2 separate regions of the Sus scrofa genome follow, and region 2 is linked to region 1. Evidence: chromatin contacts called from public HiChIP or PLAC-seq data. All regions are on one chromosome and are shown on one strand. Each heading gives the region's core, a stretch centred on a gene start, on an enhancer-like site or on the middle of the called end of the contact. The rest is flanking DNA. Distances are from core to core; before and after follow the strand shown.

Region 1 (2,968 bases), core at 277-2,776:
CTTGTTCCTAACAGAGGAAAGCAATTTCATAAGCTATGCCAAAAGGACTATACTAGCAACTAGGGCCCATGTGTCCCTAAAGCAGAATGAATTTCTCTTTTGGGCACAGTGCAACACTGCTTAGTGATTTCATGCAAGCATTTCACAATTCAATCTTGATGAGGACTGGTGGCAATGGAAGGTGATGGGGTACAGTGCCAACTTTTTGCACAAAATTTCCTGGGTATCCTCAAGAGATAATGAGAGGCTTCTCCCACAGCAAACACCAAGATTACAATTGCTATTATGTGAAGGATTCTGTCACATTGTCCCCAAAACGTCCCTTTATGATCCCTTCTCCCCCCGTACCGAAAAAGCCATTAACCCCCAATTGTCTTACCCTCTCTCTCTCTTCCTCCTGTCGTCTTATTCCTTCTCCTTTCCAGGGCTCCTGAACTTTCTGTAAACAAATTGTCTGGGTTACAGGGGCCGGTAAGGGTGCAGCCACCGGAGAACTGGAGAACCTCAGGAATTCTTTGACTGTCAGCACTCAGTCTGGAAGGCAGGCCGACCCCCAACCAACAATCCAAAGATGCAAGGATATAATAACAGGAGTGTAGTGCCACCCCTATGTGGATACAAGGCAAAGAAGTTCAATTCCCATCAACTAAGATGAACTCTATCACCAGTGTGAGGGTTCCACTTGGGCTCAGACACTGGTTCTTCTTGGTTTCCCAGGGCCGCAGGTAGTCGGGGGTGAGAGAACAGAGAGTTGGAAGAAGAGAAGGGTCCCTGCCTCCTGAGGATTGGCTCAGAAAGCAAAGCTGAGGACTAAGGGGGATGCACAAGCCCTTGTGTCAGGCACAGTGCCAGTTTAGGCCCAGCCGCTTCCTCTGGCCTCCCCCCCACTTCTGCGAGGACTTCGCCCCTGCCTACCCAAGGCCCTACGCCAAGAAGTACCTCCCTCAGCCTGCACAGTGGTCTAGCTATTGGAGACCCCGGCTGATCCCCAAACACCTTCGCTGCCCTGAGACAGCCCTTGGGCGCCTTCTCCTGATGTCGCCCTCCACCCTTTCCTCAAATACCCTTCTTTGGGACGCCTCTCCTTCCCCTCCAGGGAGCTGAACTCTGCCACCCACCAGACAGACACCCGCCCCCTAAGCCCCCCCATTCCTCCCCATCGCCCGCTCCTCCACAACCACTTCCGGTTCCGGGACGGACACACGTACAGTCCCATCGAGGACCCCCCTTCTCCGCCCCCCAAGGAAAAGGGGAGGGGGAGGAGCAGAGAGCTCGGCGCGCGCCGGCTGCAGCGGCGCGAGACTCACCCGGCGGCGACGGCTGCGGCGGCGCCAGAGCGCGGGAGGGGCGGCGTTTGCTGGGAAAGGAGGGAGCCGAGTATGGTGGGAGGACCCGGAGGGGGCGAGGGGAGGGGGGAGAGCGCGAGGCGAGCGCGCGGGCACGCACTTTAGGCGCGAGACAGACCCACACACTCACACGCACGGAACGCGCGCGAGACACCCGCAGGGCGGGGGCGCGAGGCAGTGGGTGGCCCCCTCCCGCCCTCCCTCCCCTAACACTCACCCGGAAGTGGTGCTGCAGCTTGTGCTCCCGAGAACCCCGATTCCTCCACGCCCCCTCCCTCCCTCCCTCCCCCCACTGGCTCGGAGTTGAGCCGAGGCTGAGAGAAGGCGGGAGCGCCGGAAACGAAAAGGGGGGAGGGAGGGAAATAGCTATGTAGGGGGGGCCACAATGGGGAAAGGGGGAAATGCAAAGGTCGAGTCACTTCCGGGAGCGGCAAGAGCACATCCGGCGCGGCTCGCGCTCCAGGGTATTCAGGGCGGACGTTACGACAAATAGGGGCGGAAGTGGCTTCTGCCCAGGGACGCAGGACCCGCCAGGGATGTGACGCCACAGCGGAAGTGAAGGTGGGTTCCTCTAAGGGCAGGAGTTGAACTGCGGTCCCGGGCTTCCGGAAGGGACTTCTGGGGGAGTGGGAGGGTGGGAAGGCGACAGGTTCATGAATTATGCATCAAGGTACGTGGGGAGGTTTGGATTCTTAAAAGGCCGGTCGTGGTTCTCTTCCCCCAGGGGGCGACAGGCTGATATAGGGAGTTATCTACCATTCTTATTTCTTAGGTGTGCTCTTGAATGTCTCAATACTGTGAATACACGGAGAGGGATAAGGGTGTGTCGGCTTTCTGAGATCCCTACTTTGGCCCAAGGAGTAACTAATAACCTTTCCCAGCCATCAGAGTCCGCCCCGTCTCTGACCACACCCGTTACTCCCCTTTTCTTTGGTCTCTAAACTCCACTGGCCGTCGTCCACAGCTCTATCTCCTCCCCTGGCTTTACTTTTAAATATATCACTCACCTCTACCTGGTACATTGTTTGCTGTCCTCCTTTTCCTTCTGGAATGTCGGCTCCATGAGGACAAGGACTGTGAATTGTTCACTGCCCTATCCTCAGAGCTGGGCGCTTAACCGTCGGTAAACGTTTATTATATCAACTATCAACGAACAGTTACAATGAAATCTTTCAGGAAGCCTTCCTCGATTGCTCCAACCCGTAACGATCCTGTCCTCTGAATTCCCACAGCATTCGGTCCCTACCTTTTGTTGCTGTTTTGACTATTTCGTGTATGTGATCTTCAGCGAAATTGTCAGCAACTCAGGGGAGAAACTGTCTCATACATGGTACCTTCCCACTGCTTTGCTAATCACACAGTAAATGCTGAATAAATATATGCCATTTAAGCAAATAAATGCTCCCACTAGCCTGCCCCGGATCTGACTAGAATCCCTCTGGGCTTGGCTCTATTTTGAGTGAAACAGAATTGAAGTGCCTCCTATTAACAGTAATATTTCCTTGCTTAGAGATTAAAATAACCGTGATAGGAATAATTGTAATGCCAAATCTTACAGATAATGAACATAAGACTCTGAAGACTTCAGTGAATTTTCCCAAAATCACAGCGCAGAAGTAGCA
Region 2 (2,968 bases), core at 131-2,630, 68 kb before region 1:
GCCCTCCACCTCTCACTGCACAGAGCAAGCCCAGAAACTCAACCCTGCCTCACGGAGCCACTAGGGAGGGCCCAGATGGCTCCTTCCTGCCCGGGGCCCTTGGGGAAGATGTTACCTGGGTGGGGTGGGGGCAGGCTGTTGTTCAAAAGTGCATCCATATCCTCCTCCTCACTGCCCGCTGAGCAGGGGGACGGGGAGCCCAGGCCCGACGCCATCCCCTTCCGCTCCCGGCCAGGGAATTGGCCCAGCTGCTCCTGCCTGCGGCCTGGGGCCCTCGACACTGGCCCGAGTCACTGTGCGGGGGAGGGGGGAGAGAAAGAGAACAGTCAGTGACGCGCACGGCCCCCTCCCCCACCCCGCCGCGCTTTCCGCCCACCCCCGGCCCCCCCACCCCTCAGCCACCCGAGCAGGGCACCCGAACCACTCAGGCTGAACTTAGTTCCACACTCCCAGGGGCAGCCCGGAAGCCGGCTCCCGGGCTGGAGCCCCCCAGACCGGAGGAAGCGGCGCCCCCGAGGGCAAGCCGGTGCCGGCGTAGGGAGGGGAGAAGCCGCTGAACTGAGCCGGGCGTGTCGGGGGAGGGGGTCCGAGTGGCCGCGGCGCGGGGGGGGTGGGGGGAGGATCGGGGGAGGCGGCCGGCGGCGAGGCGCTTGGGGACACAAGGTCACTTGGGGGTGGGGGGGCGACTCCCTGCGCCTGGGGAGGGGCCAGTCCCCAGACAGGGCAGCTCTCCAAAGGCTGTCCTCTGGGACAACTCGGGTTCTCCGGAGAAGCCGCGGGGACGAGGGGGCGTGGAGGCTCGGCGCTCCGGGGGGCTGGAGGCAGGGGCGTGGGGGGCCGGGGCTCCCACCAGGCGGGGGGCCGGGCCACGTGTCCCGGGGGGCAAGTGAGCAAAGGGCGAGGGGGGCGCCGGGCATTGTGGGAGGCAAAGCCCGAGGTGGGAGTCGCGGAGAGCTAGAGTCGGGCAGGGCGAGGGCGGGGGCTGGGCGCCCTGCAGGGGAAGGAGAGGCAGGGTCGGCTTCCCGGGCAGGGGGCGGTCTGCGGGTCCGGGGACGCCCGAAGAGAGGCTGGGTGGAGGGATGACCCTCGGGGCCGGTCGGGATGAGAGGGGCTTCTGTCTGGGAACCCCGCGCTCTCCTCACCCCGGAGCCGCCGCAGGTCGCGCAGGGTCCGGCCGGGTGTCACTCCCGCTCCGGCTCCTCCTCGCCGCGGCCGAAGGGGGGAAAATGGCTCCGGCTCCAGCGTCGCCTCTTAAAGGGCCCGAAACACCGGCCGGGAAATCCCACCGCACAGGCCCCGCCCCCCCACGGACAGCCCATAATAACCTCAACCAACTCCAACCCCCCCTCCACTACCGCCACCCTCCTCCCTAGGTCTCCCGGGCAACCCCCGCCCCCTCGTCGCTCAGCAACCACTGGCCACGCCCCCTTCGAGCGCGCGCGCGCGTGTCACCCGGGCAACCACCCACCTCCTGGCCATCCCATAATACACACGGACACCACCACCACCACCACCACCGTACCACCACCACCACCACAACCATCACCCCCCCACGCGCACGCACTCCATACACATATACATATATGCCAGGGATGTTGACATCTCATGATATTGCAGACCTTTTGCAACTAACACTTTACCCCTCCCCTAGACATCCCATAATAGCCATCCTTTGCCAACTTCTTCACTCTTGGCCCTAATGCTAACATCCCATAATAATTCGTCACCTCTCCCTCCCCATGGCCATCCCATAATAAGCACCCCTACCCGCTCTTCATGCTCACATCCCATAATACTCATCCCCATCCCCCACAGACATCCCATAATAACCACTCTTCATCCACCCCCAGTTTGATATCCCATAATAGTCAGAAACTCACCCCCCCCCAACAACGGACACTTCGGCCTCTTCCCACTTCCCACACACATCCCGTAGTAATCAGTCTCCCACTTTCTGTACTGACATCCCATAATAACCAACCCCCTGGGGAGCTGCCCTCAGCCCCTGTGGGCTAGAACCTCAAAACTCGACCCCAAGGCTTCAGACGTTCATTCCCACTCCACAGCCCATAATAACCACTCCTCCTCTATCAGAGATATCCATAATGATCAACAGCCCTACAGTCACCTCACAGATGGACATCCAAACTCCTTTCCTCTAGCACTGGAAAGATATCCCATAATTTTACTCCCCCACCCACACCCTGACATCCCATAATAATGACAAAGAACCTGTGGTCAAGCAAACATACAATAATACTCCCAACACAACCCAGAGTCAGGTCCCATAATGCTCATCTCTACCACCCCTATACCTTTCCAGTCAGGCATCCCATAATATTTATACTCATCCCTCCCCCATCTCCAGAGGCTGTCAGTCTAAAACCCTAACTCCCACACCAGCAAGGGTGAAGCAGGCTATCCACATTGCCCTGTCCCCGCCCCAACTTGTACACACCTTCAGCCCTTAATGGCCCAAAGCAGTATCCTGGCACAAAGTCTCTTGATGTCTAGGACAGACTCTAGCTTTCCTCATCCATCATTTTCAGACATGCAGGAACTGGACTGAGCCCCACCCAATCCCACCAAAATCCAGATGTTCTCCAGACACTTAGCAACACTTACCTCCAGTTAAATTTTGAGTAAGACCCACCAAATACCAAGCTGGTCAGATGAGCCATTCACATAAAGTTCAGTTCACCTCAGAGCATCCCATAATAATTACAAATGCCCACCTAAAGACTATTTCTCAACATTCCAGCAGTCCCCTTCCCACACCACCTCCTCAGGTCAAGTGGTCCATTCTCATCCTAGGCCACGCCTATGGATGGACATCCCACTACAGTGTGAACAGAGGATCATGCTATATACACCTGAAGAGCTAAGACCTCCTGTTTCCCTAAACACTGCTACTCATGTTCACTCAACAGATGTTGACAGAGTACCTAGCAAAGCACAGAGCCAGGCA

Evidence for each region. HiChIP or PLAC-seq counts read pairs in DNA pulled down with a chosen protein or histone mark.
Region 2: a contact with region 1 is called in an H3K27ac HiChIP or PLAC-seq map of skeletal muscle. The contact joins the promoter of CHD4 here to the promoter of ZNF384 in region 1. A contact is called at or near these places in 6 of 47 Hi-C or Micro-C datasets (alveolar macrophages, blood, liver and 1 more) and 2 of 2 datasets of contacts at active chromatin or transcription factors (alveolar macrophages and skeletal muscle).

What each region holds. Positions count from the first base shown.
Region 1 is chr5:64,002,026-64,004,993 of Sscrofa11.1, reverse strand. ZNF384 (zinc finger protein 384) reads right to left here and starts at 1,526. Exons shown (of 12, transcript XM_021092415.1): 1 at 1,308-1,526; 2 at 380-439. LOC102163385 (a long non-coding RNA gene) reads left to right here and starts at 1,565. Exons shown (of 2, transcript XR_297164.3): 1 at 1,565-1,907; 2 at 2,119-2,968.
Region 2 is chr5:64,070,039-64,073,006 of Sscrofa11.1, reverse strand. It overlaps CHD4 (chromodomain-helicase-DNA-binding protein 4), which reads right to left and starts at 1,380. Exons shown (of 40, transcript XM_021092425.1): 1 at 1,143-1,380; 2 at 116-293. The coding sequence starts at 215.